Regions from separate parts of the Mus musculus genome. Here region 2 is linked to region 1. The links are chromatin contacts, called in public promoter capture Hi-C maps. All regions are on one chromosome and are shown on one strand. The core of a region is the stretch at or near the end of the contact, and the rest is flanking DNA. Distances in the headings are between cores, read along the strand shown. Region 1 overlaps Sik3 (SIK family kinase 3). Region 2 holds the start of Apoa1 (apolipoprotein A-I).

What was found. Promoter capture Hi-C pulls out the DNA fragments that hold promoters and counts their contacts.
Region 2: a promoter capture Hi-C map of macrophages shows a contact between it and region 1, with 5 read pairs. The contact joins the promoter of Apoa1 here to the enhancer-like site in region 1. A contact is called at or near these places in 1 of 39 promoter capture datasets (macrophages), 5 of 484 Hi-C or Micro-C datasets (the AML12 cell line, embryonic stem cells and trophoblast stem cells), 7 of 115 datasets of contacts at active chromatin or transcription factors (double positive thymocytes, embryonic stem cells, heart atrium and 4 more) and 4 of 9 other capture datasets (adipose tissue, embryonic stem cells, liver and 1 more).

The regions. Positions count from the first base shown.
Region 1 is chr9:46,172,728-46,178,411 of GRCm38.p6, reverse strand. Sik3 (SIK family kinase 3) reads right to left here. Exons shown (of 25, transcript NM_027498.3): 5 at 416-540. Among named protein-coding and RNA genes, the nearest start is that of Apoa1, 53 kb to the left of the region's middle. Within about 2 kb of position 2,836, at least 183 of the 459 cell types and tissues checked have an H3K27ac peak or open chromatin away from gene starts, as enhancers often do. A contact at or near this core is called in adipose tissue, double positive thymocytes, embryonic stem cells and 3 more, where this site is marked.
Region 2 is chr9:46,226,118-46,231,801 of GRCm38.p6, reverse strand. Apoa1 (apolipoprotein A-I) reads right to left here and starts at 3,172. Exons shown (of 4, transcript NM_009692.4): 1 at 3,066-3,172; 2 at 2,803-2,864; 3 at 2,533-2,686; 4 at 1,333-1,997. The coding sequence starts at 2,845. The coding sequence ends at 1,400.

The sequences.
Region 1 (5,684 bases), core at 1,587-4,086:
ACGGACGGTTAATAGCATTGGAGGAAACAAAAGAGACCATTAGTGTATGTGCAGATGATGGGACCAACTTGTCCTCTTTTTAGGATATAATATGGGTCAGTGTCAAAGTCAATTGTCTTCAGAGCAGGTAACATTTCTGCTTCCAGACATGAATTTAGGGTGAGATTCCAAACATTTCTCAGACCCAGCCTCTCAAGAAAAGGTAATCTCTGTTGTTGCCACAGCCATCTTCTGCTCAGGCCCTCACAGGGGTCCTCTGCAGGTGCAAAGGGAGTAGTTGAAAGCCAAGGCTCATGTGACTTGGGTGCTGGGGGAGACTGGGGTTGCAAGTGCAGGTGAACGTGCTCTGCACTCCCACATGACAGGACAGCTGTCATCTGCAGAGGGGACAGGTGATAAGACGGGACATACTCACCCATATGTCCACTTTGGGCCCATCATATTCCTTCCCTTCGAAGAGCTCTGGGGCGGCATAGGGAGGGCTGCCACACCACGTCTTCAGCAGCTGCCCTGGAGTGAAGAGGTTGCTGAAGCCAAAGTCTAGAGAAGCAAGGGAACAACACTCATGTCAGCATCCCAGCAGGCACTGGTCTCTGGTTAGCGGAACACAGAGCTGTGTCACCAGGCTGAAAGAGCAAATCTAGGAAGTAGGCAGTGAACCATCTGAGCTCGCTGGGACTGGGTCACCTGCCTTGTTCATGTGCACCTGGAAAAGGGAGAGGAGGGACAGAGGAAAGGTGAAGGAGGGGAGACCCATGCTGGAAAACTTCTTAATTGATGGACTCTACCCCAAGGACACCCCAGCCTCCCTGGCTGGCCCTGAACTCCTGGCACTCTCCCTGCCTTTTCCATTCCCTGCAGCAATCTTAAGGCGACATACCTACCTCCCTGGAGCCCCTTTCCCTTCTCCAACTCTTTTGCCCTTCTCCTTCTGCCCTGTGCATTTCTCTAACTAGCCAGAGAATTCTCCCACGGAGGACCTGCTGGTTAAGACTATCTTTGCATGCTCTGTTACAAAAGACACTGGCTTTGGGGGCTGGAGAAATGGCTCAGAGGTTAAGAGCACTGACTGCTCTTCCAGAGGTCCTGAGTTCAATTCCCAGCAACTACATGGTGGCTCGCAACCATCCGTAATGGGATCTGATGCCCTCTTTAGGTGTGTGGGAAGACAGCTGCAGTGTACTTATCATATATATAAAATAAAGAAATAAAATCTTAAAAGAAAATACACTGGCTTTGTTCCCATGTTGTTTCCATCTGTCAACTTAAAACAAAAATCATGTGTGTGGGGGTATGGGTGTTGCAGGATATCTGATCACACTGTGAACTCTGCGATTGTGTTATTTACTGGAAAATCCTATTTCTAGTTGTGGTGTGGCTCAGTCTCATCACATACCTTTAATCTACCTGGATGGACACAGACACACCCTTAGTATACACCTTTAATCTCAAACAATGAAGGTTAAGTTTAGTTTGTGGAAGGAAGTGCCCATGTGGAAAGTGATGTCAAATTGAGTGGCAAAGTGACACAGTGATGAATCAGAGAATGATTTGACAGAACAGGATATGCCTAACTCTCAGGAGAGGGAGGGAGGGGGCGGGGGAGCCAGATTGAATCAGTCAGCTTGGAGAGTGTTTGCGCTACAGCTCAGAAAGAACTAGAAAGGGTGAGCTTATTCAGCAGCAAGTCTCAGGGGCTGAAAACACTCTAGGCCTAGATTAGGTCGTACTGAGGCTAGAAGCTTCCAGGACTAGGTTAGCAGACAGAGGCAATAGCCTCCGAAGCAACATTTACATCAGGGGATAAAAAAATACTTTTACATGTGGGTGTATGCCCAAGTTTGTATGAGTGCCCATAAAGGCCAGCGGAGGAAACTGGATTTCTTGGCATTACAGCCTCTTTGAGAGCTGTCTCACATAGGTGCAGGGATTTGAACTCTGGTCCTCACAATGAAGCAGCAAGTGTTCTGGACTGCTAAGCCATCTCTCCAGCCCCTCTTGCTTAGAATCTTACCTTTTACACCTCCTAAGCTATTCACTCAGAGCTCAATGGCTGCCATACAAAATCAGATCCTGTTATCTCTTTGCTCAAAAAAAAAAAAAGAGGCAGCTCTCTATTTTAGCATTGTCATTAAGTTCCATCACAGCCAGCCCCACCCTACCCAGCTCTCCTGAGTACCCCTGGCTAATCTTCAGTACTAGAGGGCCCACATCCTGTGTTTATATGCCTTTCTTTATATACTTCCTGTCTGTGCCAGGCCTGTTCCTGTCTCTCCCACCTTTAAAATGTCATCCGTTTTCAAGGTGCAGTCAAATATTACTTCCTGTATGAAGCTTTAACTGATTTCCAGCAGAAAATACCATATCAGTTGCTTCCTTTGGTTGTCAGAGCCTTTTGTTTATTCTCTGACATCCCAGTCTCCACTCTGCCTTACATTGTTCTTAGCTATATGATGTGTTCAAGCTTTCTACTGACTACTGAGTGGAGAGGAAAGAGGTTTATTTGTTCTCATCTTTTCACAGAATCTTTGATATACGATAGAAAGGTTCACAAAAATGAGCCAGTTAAATTACTGTGTCAGTCGCTCCTGAACACTGACTGGTGCCTTCTCACACTGCTGCGTCAATGGCCACCTACCAGAACCTCTATCTCCAACCTCTCTCACCCAAGCTGCTGAAGCTAGTAGCTTACTGATCACCAGGGGTTTAGTTCAGGGTCTGATACAGCCAAAACAGTGCCATTTGTCAACAGAAATAAACACCCTGTTGTGAAGTCTCTTAGATCACTGTGGTGGTTTGAGTAAAAACTGCCTGCATAGGCCCATAGGGAGTGATGCAATTAGGAGGTGTGGCCTCGTTGGCATGGGTGTGGTTTTGCTGGAGAAAGTGCATTACTAGGGGGTGAGACTTTGAGGTCTCAGAAGTCAAAGTCACTGTAACTTCCTGCTGCCTGTGGATCAAGATGTAAAACTCTCAGCTCTTTCTCCAGCAGCATGTCTGCCTCTGCTCTGCCATGCTTCCTGCCCTAAGGCTAATGGACTAAACCTCTGAAGCCAGCCAACAAGATGTTTTCCTTCATAAGAGGTGCTGTGGTCATGGTGTCTTCACAGAAATAGAGTACTGACTAAGACAATCCCCCTCCCCCTTTCTCTGTACTCCCCTGTGACTCTTTATCTTGTGTGTGTAATTCTTTCAGCTTTAAAAACACTCTACCTCTCTTAGAGAAGTCTATTCTTTCTCCGTAGTTTCTGTAGAACTACTTATTAGAGTTGCTGAAGGAGACCTGTCCAATGACAACACACACAGCTGACACGCCATCATGCATGGATGGAGGGAATCTCACAAGGCCCCACCTCTAGATGAAGAGCTGCATGTAATTAAAGCTACCAAGAGAGGGAGAGTCAGTCTTCTCTTCGACAGAGGTGAGGCCCCAAGGGTTATCCAATCCCAAGTGGTCAGAAGTAACTCTCTCTCTCTCTCTCTCTCTCTCTCTCTCTCTCTCTCACACACACACACACACACACACACACACACCGGTACAAAGAGGAGATAAGTTGAGAAGGAGTGGGGGGACATGAAAGGGGCCGAAGAGATGGGAGGGTGGGAGAGTAGCATTCATGTTTAAAAAAGGCTACTATTCTTTCCTGGCTTTCATGATACTTAGCATTTCTTCGAGCACAGTGAGTGTGTAAGAAATAGTGCTTATGGACCGGCATGGTAACTCATGCCTTTAATCCCAGCATTCTGGAGGCAGAGGAAGATTGGTTATCTGTGGATTTGAGGTCAGCTTGGTCTCCATTATGGGTTCCAGGCCATCCAGGACTTCACAGTCAGATCATGTCTCAAAAACAAACAGCAGATGCTGCTTCTGAAGGAGAACACATTGGAAGCCATGCCCATGGATCAGCTGGAAGCCATACCAATTGATGGCTTGCTGGAGAGTCTCCCTATGGCCACACAGGCAGCCTAAGCTGAAGGAAATCTTGTAGTTCAGGCTGGTCTCTAACTCAGAATCCTCTTGCCTTGACTTTCTGAGTGCTAGGACTAGAAGAATATACCACCAATCTTTTCAATGTCCAATTACACCTCACAGTCTGCACACAGTGAGCAAAATTGTCCAAACTCTTCATAAGCAAGTAGGATAGGTTGTTAAAAATCCTAACAGACCCTAGACTTGATGGCACAAGCCTGTAACCCCGGCTAGGTGAGGCTAAGTCAGGAGGACTCGAAGTTTGAGGTCAGCCCAGGCAGCTCAGTGCGGAGGGCTCGCTGGCATCACTAACAAGAATCTGCAGTGGGACACTTGTGGTGGTGCTGTGAAAGATGATTTAAACGCAGTTTAAGTTTCCAAGCCTAGCAGGGGCAGGCCCAGCATCCTTCCTGACAATGCATCACTGTAAAGCGAGGTTTCCTTAGCACTGTGTGGCCATCTTCCCTGCCAGTGGCTCTTTACCTCACATCCCTCTCCATCACTGCCATGTATATGGTAAGCTAGGAGTACGGCTAGTTCAATGTGCATTTAACTTTAGCATGAGTTGGTTTTGAACATTTAAATTATCCATGCAGGAGAAACCTCAAATTATTAACACACGGGAACATTGGAACTCATTTTGAAAACTCAGCTCCCTCTAACAAATACTTGAGGGGCTGGAAAAAAAATGAGTTGGAGGAAATATGTGCTCTGGTTTCTCTTAGCTGCTTACCGTTGTGGGCAGCTTCTGCACACTTCAAGCAGAGGGCTATTTTTCAGAACTGTTGGCAGTTTAGTGAAGTAGCAGGGGGACCCTGGGATGTGTGGTTGAAGCAGGGGCGGGAAGACGTGGGTGAGCAGCCTTTACTGTTTATAGGACAGACAACTGAAATAAACTAAATATCAACCAACACAGGAGGAAAAACTCTAACAAAAATAAAGCAAAGACTAAAACAAGGATGGATTCTCACTGGCTTGGGTCAGAAATATCAACAAGATTTACAACAACAGCAACAACAACAAGGCACAGAGCCAGGGTTTGATCAGTTACTTTGTACCTAAAAAGTTATGATTTCTCTTCCAAAGGCACATGGGCTCAGGAGCTGCTGTTTCTGCTACTCACACTGCCTACTGCTGCATACTCCCAGCACCTCATACAGGACTCTAAATGAATGCCTCCATCTCTTCACACACTCATTCAACATCAGTGTCTGGAGGACTTGCAGGGGATACTGCAGTATGACAATCCCTACAGAAGGGACACCATCTCAGGGATGACTCAAAAAGGAAGCAGGGGGCTAGAGAGATGACTCAGCATGAAGCCTGCTTCCTGTGCAAGCCTGAGTTCAAATCTGAAGCACTCACTAAAAGGCTGAGTGTAGCCAACCGGCATTTGCTGAGGAGGGGGAAATCTAAGGTTTGCTGGTTGCCAGGTCGGCTGCAGGGTCAGTGAGAAACCCTGTCTGAAGAGAATGGGTGTGTGTGTGTGTGTGTGTGTGTGTGTGTGTGTCTGGAGAGATGGCTCAGAGGTTAAGAGCCCTCTTCTGGTGTGTCTACGACAGCTACATAAAATAAATAAATCTTAATAATATACATATAAATAAATAAATCTTGAGAGAGAGAGAGAGAAAGAGAAAGAGTATGGAGAGGGAGCCAGGCAGTAGTGGCACATCGAGTTAGTTCCAGGACAGCCAGGGCTATACAGAGAAACCCT
Region 2 (5,684 bases), core at 1,923-4,422, 53 kb before region 1:
ATGCACAGAGCTCTGGGTTTGTCTCAGCACAGAGTAACAGTGGTGGACCATCCTTGAAACCCCCAGCACTTGGGAGATGGGGCAGAAAGATCAGAGCTCATCTGAGTCTAGCCTGGGCTAGTGGAGACACTGTCTCCAAATAAAATAAATACAAACAAGGACTGGCAAGATGGCTTAGCTAGTAGATAAATACAAACAAGAACTGGCAAGATGGCTTAGCTAGTAGAGACGCTCGCTACACTAATCCTGGTGACCTGAGTTTTTGATCTTTGGGACCTATATGGTGGAAAAGAGAACAGATACCTGCAAATTGTCCTCTAATCTCCACACATGTTCTGTGGCACGTGAAAACACACACACACACACTCACACACACACACACTCACACACACACACACACTAAATAAGTCTAATAAAAATTTAAATATTTTATATACCTTTATTTATATTTGTGGGGTGTGTGTGTGTGTGTGTGTCTTCTAAGCACTGAACTCAGGTTCTCAGACTTCCGAAAGTGCCTCTACCTGATAAGCCACCTTACCAGCCCCATGTAATAAAAGGGGTTTTTTTGTTTGTTTGTTTTGTTTTTGTTTTGTTTTAAAATGGAACGGCACATCCTGACCCACCTTTTCTGCAGTGACTAACTTCAGACCTCCCAGCTCAGCTTCCCCAACTGGTGTGGACTTAAAGGCCATCCTTCAGGATTTAGAGATGGATATGAAGGCCTCTCTAGTAAATGTGTGGTCACCAGCATCATGGAGAGGGGTGTTTGTTTGTTTGTTTGTTTTTGTATCCAACTGTCAGGTAGAGTAGCTGCAGCCTTGACCCTTTCAGCACACTGTGTGGGTGCACCGGAGGGAAAGATCAAAGGGAATTGTTTACCGAGATCGGGTTCAGCTCCAGGCTTTTTATTAGCACCCACCCAATAACTCCAATCTTCCTGGCTCCTGAAGGAATCCTGGCTCTAGGGAGTGGAAGAGGCTCCCGTCCTGCACCCTCTGGACCCCACCTGGAAACTCGGCTAGCACAAGAAACCAGCGGTCTCAAAGCCAGTCCTATTGCCAGACACTCTCATCCTGGTTTACAGCACTAGTGTTCTGAGCCTCTGTGGGGCCCTTTTGGGGTTCCTTGTTGCTTTGCCTGGCCATCCATTTCCCTTGGAGCCTTCTTAGGAAGGGATTCTGTCTCATACCCTGAACCAGCCAGGTGCCCAGCTTGAGTGAGCGTTAAGAGCTGAGTAGTCGCGTACAAAGGAATCCCCAGTGCGGCACCATGTTCTCACGTCCCTTGATGTCCCCTTAGCGCCCGCCCTATGTCCCCCAAAGAAAGAAGCTATTCCATTTTGGAAAGGTTTATTGTAAGAAAGCCAATGCGGGGGTGGGGAGTGGAAGCGGGCACCTCACTGGGCAGTCAGAGTCTCGCTGGCCTTGTCGATCACACTCTGGACTTGGGTCTTAAGCGTCTCCAGCATGGGCATCAGACTATGGCGCAGGTCCTCCAGCGCAGGTCTGGCTTTCTCGCCAAGTGTCTTCAGGTGGGTTTTGGCCCTGGTGTGGTACTCGTTCAAGGTAGGGTTGCTCTTGAGCTCAGCCAGGCGCTGGGCCAGGCTCTCGCGCATCTGTTCGCTGTGGGGCGCTAGCTGTGTGCGCAGAGAGTCTACGTGTGTGCGCATGCGGTCGCGAAATTCCTCAGCCACAGGGGACAGTCTCCCTTGCAGCTCCTGCAGCTTCTGGCGCGCGCTCTCCTGCAGCTCGGCGCCCAGAGGCGCCACCTTCTGGCGGTAGAGCTCCACATCCTCTTTCCATTTCTTCTGGAATTCGTCCAGGTAGGGCTGCACCTTCTGTTTCACTTCCTCTAGGTCCTTGTTCATCTCCTGTCTCACCCAATCTGTTTCTTTCTCCAGGTTATCCCAGAAGTCCCGAGTCAATGGGCCCAGCCGTTCCTGCAGCTGACTAACGGTTGAACCCAGAGTGTCCCAGTTTTCCAGGAGATTCAGGCTAGAGGGGGAAGAGAGCGGCTGAGAGACGAGCCCAGGCATCATGCGCTGCCCCTGGTCTGCAGATCCATGCACATGATAGCTGGGTGCCACCTGTCCCCTAATGTGCAGTTGCTATGGTCCTAGTTTCCCCGAACATGCAACCCTCTAACTCACTGCCTTCCCTTTACATTCCTCTGTACACATGGCGGAAGGCACCAAGAACACAGATGTGGTCGGTGCTGGTTACAAGGCCAGTCCCGTTTTTTGTTTTTTGTTTTGTTTTGTTTTGTTTTGGGTGCTGTCTGACCAGTACTGGGGGTTACCAAGGAAAAGGGATTTGGCACTCATAGGCTGAATGAGGGGCTGTGGTTACCCAACAGCCAGATGAATCCCATCCCTAGTCCTCCACTGGAACCTGCCATGGTGCCCAGCTGGTAGGAAAGCCCGTGAAGGGCTAGCCAGCTCAGTTCCAGCATCTTCTCACTGGTCTCTCTGCCCACCCTGGATGGGCAGCCCTTGACCTGCTCCAGGCCCCACGCTAGGTCTTTCCTTACTTCAGCTGTTGGCCCAAGGAGGAGGATTCAAACTGGGACACATAGTCTCTGCCGCTGTCTTTGACCGCATCCACATACACATTAGCGAAATCCTTCACTTTGTCCCATTGGGACTGGGGTTCATCTTGCTGCCATACGTGCCAAGCCTGGCTCCCTGGGGATGGAGGGGAGACCCATGTTAGGTTAGACTCGGAGTCAGGGAAGAGAACAGTGGGAATTCTGTTCTCTGTGCCCAGGAAGGTAGTCCCACGCAGGTCAAGAGGCACCTACCTGTCAGGAAGACCAGAGCCACGGCCAGCACCACAGCTTTCATCCTGAAGGGTGTGGGTGACCTGAAGAAGAAGAAGGAGGAGGAGGGCTGGGCTGAAGGGAGGCATTGTCATGGAAAGGCTCCACACACAATTCAAGCCCATGGAAGCATTGGCTAGAATGGCTAAAGGTGCGAGATATCCACGGTATTGATTTGGACAGTGGAGCATCAACTGGGAGGCGCTATGGAGCCAGAGCCACCGAAGGCAGGTAGCAGCACTTACCTCCCCGGAGCTCTCCGACAGTCTGGGTGTCCAGCTCTTCTTCCCTGGTCTATATATGTGTGTGGGCAGGGGCTGGGCTGGGAGACTGATAAGCTCAGCCTGGCCCTGCCACTGCTTACTTTTGCTGGCGATGTGGAACTTAGAGTTCAAGGATCAGCTCTGTTCCTGAGGCTGGGCAAACAGAGTGGGCAAACAGGAAACTGCGGGGGCTGCCGAGCTGGGATCAAGGGTTCAGGTGGGGGCAGCAGGGGGTGGCTGCAGACTCCAGGGGTCCCCAGGGGTAAGGCAGTTGCACCATCCCGAGGTGTATGTCTTCTTCAAGATAGTCTCATGGAGCCCACTCCTGGACTCCTCTGTGTTGCTAGTGCCCTCTGAGCCTGGAACAAGGGAGGGAGGGAGGAATTGTGGGCTCCTTCACTCACAGCCCCACCCCAAAGTTTTTTTTTTGCTTTCCAAGGGGTTCCCCCTTTCACCTCACCCTGGTCCCCCAGGTTTGGGGATTTGTCTTTCCAGATGCCACATGTTTAGCCAGCCTCCCAACCCTAAATCCAAAAACAACTGAGGTGTCAGCCTGAGTGAGATGCAGACAGGCTCATATCCCCAAGCTGAGGATGAAGACCCCTCTGATGCTTCAGAAGAAATGACAGAGGCCAACATGGAGTTGTTAGCTCCTTCCTTGTCTCCCTCCCTCCTTCCCTCCCTTCCTTTCTTCCTTATCTTAGGTACATGAGCGCTCTGTCTTCAGACACACCAGAAGATGGAATCAGATTCCTTTACAGATGGTTGTGAGCCACCATATGGTTTCTGGGAATTGAACTCAGGACCTCTGGAAGAGCAGCTAGTGGTCTTAAACCGCTGAGCCATCTCTCCAGCCCCAGTTGCCAATGTTTTTGTTATGTGTAGATGCTGTTATTCAGCCTCCCTTCCAGAGAAAACCTCACCATATACCATGACCACTAAAAGGGGTCATGTAGTTCAGTGACGATATGTCTTCCCAGAGTGGTGAGGGCCTAGGCTCACTTGCCAGGATGGGAGAGCTGGGTAGCTGTGTAGAGTGGGCTGAGTACGGTGGCCAGTTTTTGCACTTGGAAGGTCAGAGGGTTGAGAGTTCAAAACCACAGCCTTGCCCATATAGCAAGTTTGAAGTCAGCCTGGGCTATATGAGAATATCTAAAAACAAAACAAAACAAAACAAAACAAACAAACAAACAAAAACCACAGATCATCTCTAAAATCCCATTATGGAAAGTGAGTTTTCAAGCTAAGAGGAACTTTTGAGACCATCTATTTGAGGTTCTACCATGAACTTCCTTCTAGATAAGGGCCTGTTGAGAGTGGAAGGAATTTGCTGTGTCCTTTATCTCTCAGCCTTAGAGGCAAGGATGGACCTTGCGCCCAGGTCTCTGCATTTGGGACCCAGGGCAGGAATGTACTCTGCCCATCTCCCTAGGAAACTCCCCAACTCCCTAGAAACCAGCTTGGAATCTGTCTACCAGTTCAGGGAGTGGCTGGGATTCCAGGCTGCTCCCATCCCAGGAGGCTTTGCAACCAGAGAGAACCTTGGTTCTGGGATCTGCAACTTATTCTCCAGGTGACCCGGACAGGTTACATAACCTCTCCGTCCCTGGGTCTCTTATCTGCTAAGGAAAGATAATGACAGAGCATGCCACAGCTTCCTTATGATCCCAGTCACTGTATGGGAAGCAAAATGGAAAAGATGTGTGTGCACTTACTAAGTCCAGGAACCTGTGCGTGGTGTCTAACATGGCAAATGTGATTAGGGGACTTGAACTCAAGGGTAGCCTGGGATATCCAGAGGGCACAGTAATCACAAGGGTCTCTCAATATGCTAGAGGAGGCAGAAGGGCCAAAACCATGGAGAAACTTGAGAACAGAAATAGAGACCAAGCAATCTGAGTGTGCAGATGAGCCAAGCGGGTTTCGGCTACCCATCCATGGGTGCTGGAAGAGAGAAGAGAAAATGCAGGTTTTCTCTGAATGAAAGAGTTTTCAGACAGAATATCACTCTGACAATCCCATGCTTTTAGCCATGATTTGAGCTTCTGAACTCCAGAGTTTTATTTGTGTTGTGTTGTCTGTGAAGTCTGAACACATTTCAAGCAAAACTGCTGAAAGGTGACCAACAGCAAATGGCAAGTGTTCTGCATCCCAGACTCCTGAGGTCACTGCCACGAACACATTCTGTTACTAGGCCATAGCCTGTGACCCCAGTTGCTGGCAGCAAAAATGGGGTAAGGCAGGTGTCTGGCTTGCAGGTGCTGTGATGCAGGACATCTTTTCCAGGTTGAAACCAGCCCCCGAGGGCTGTGGGAGCACTCAGAGGGAGGTGGCCTCCACAGGAGTAGTTTTTTAGGTCTTTTGGGGGTGGGGTGGGGGTGGGGGTGTCTGTTGGTTTCCAGGATGCTTCCCACAGTCCTATCTTTCTTTCTGGCTCGTTACTGAAACCGTGCTGGCTAATCCTAATTGAACCTAACATTTGCTCCGCAACTCATTTAAAGTAAACTTGAGACACCCCTGTAAGGCTGGACGCCATGTTCACCCCCTTGGTAGTTTGCCTGTCAGAAAAAACGGCAGCTCAGAGATGCTAAGAACATTCTT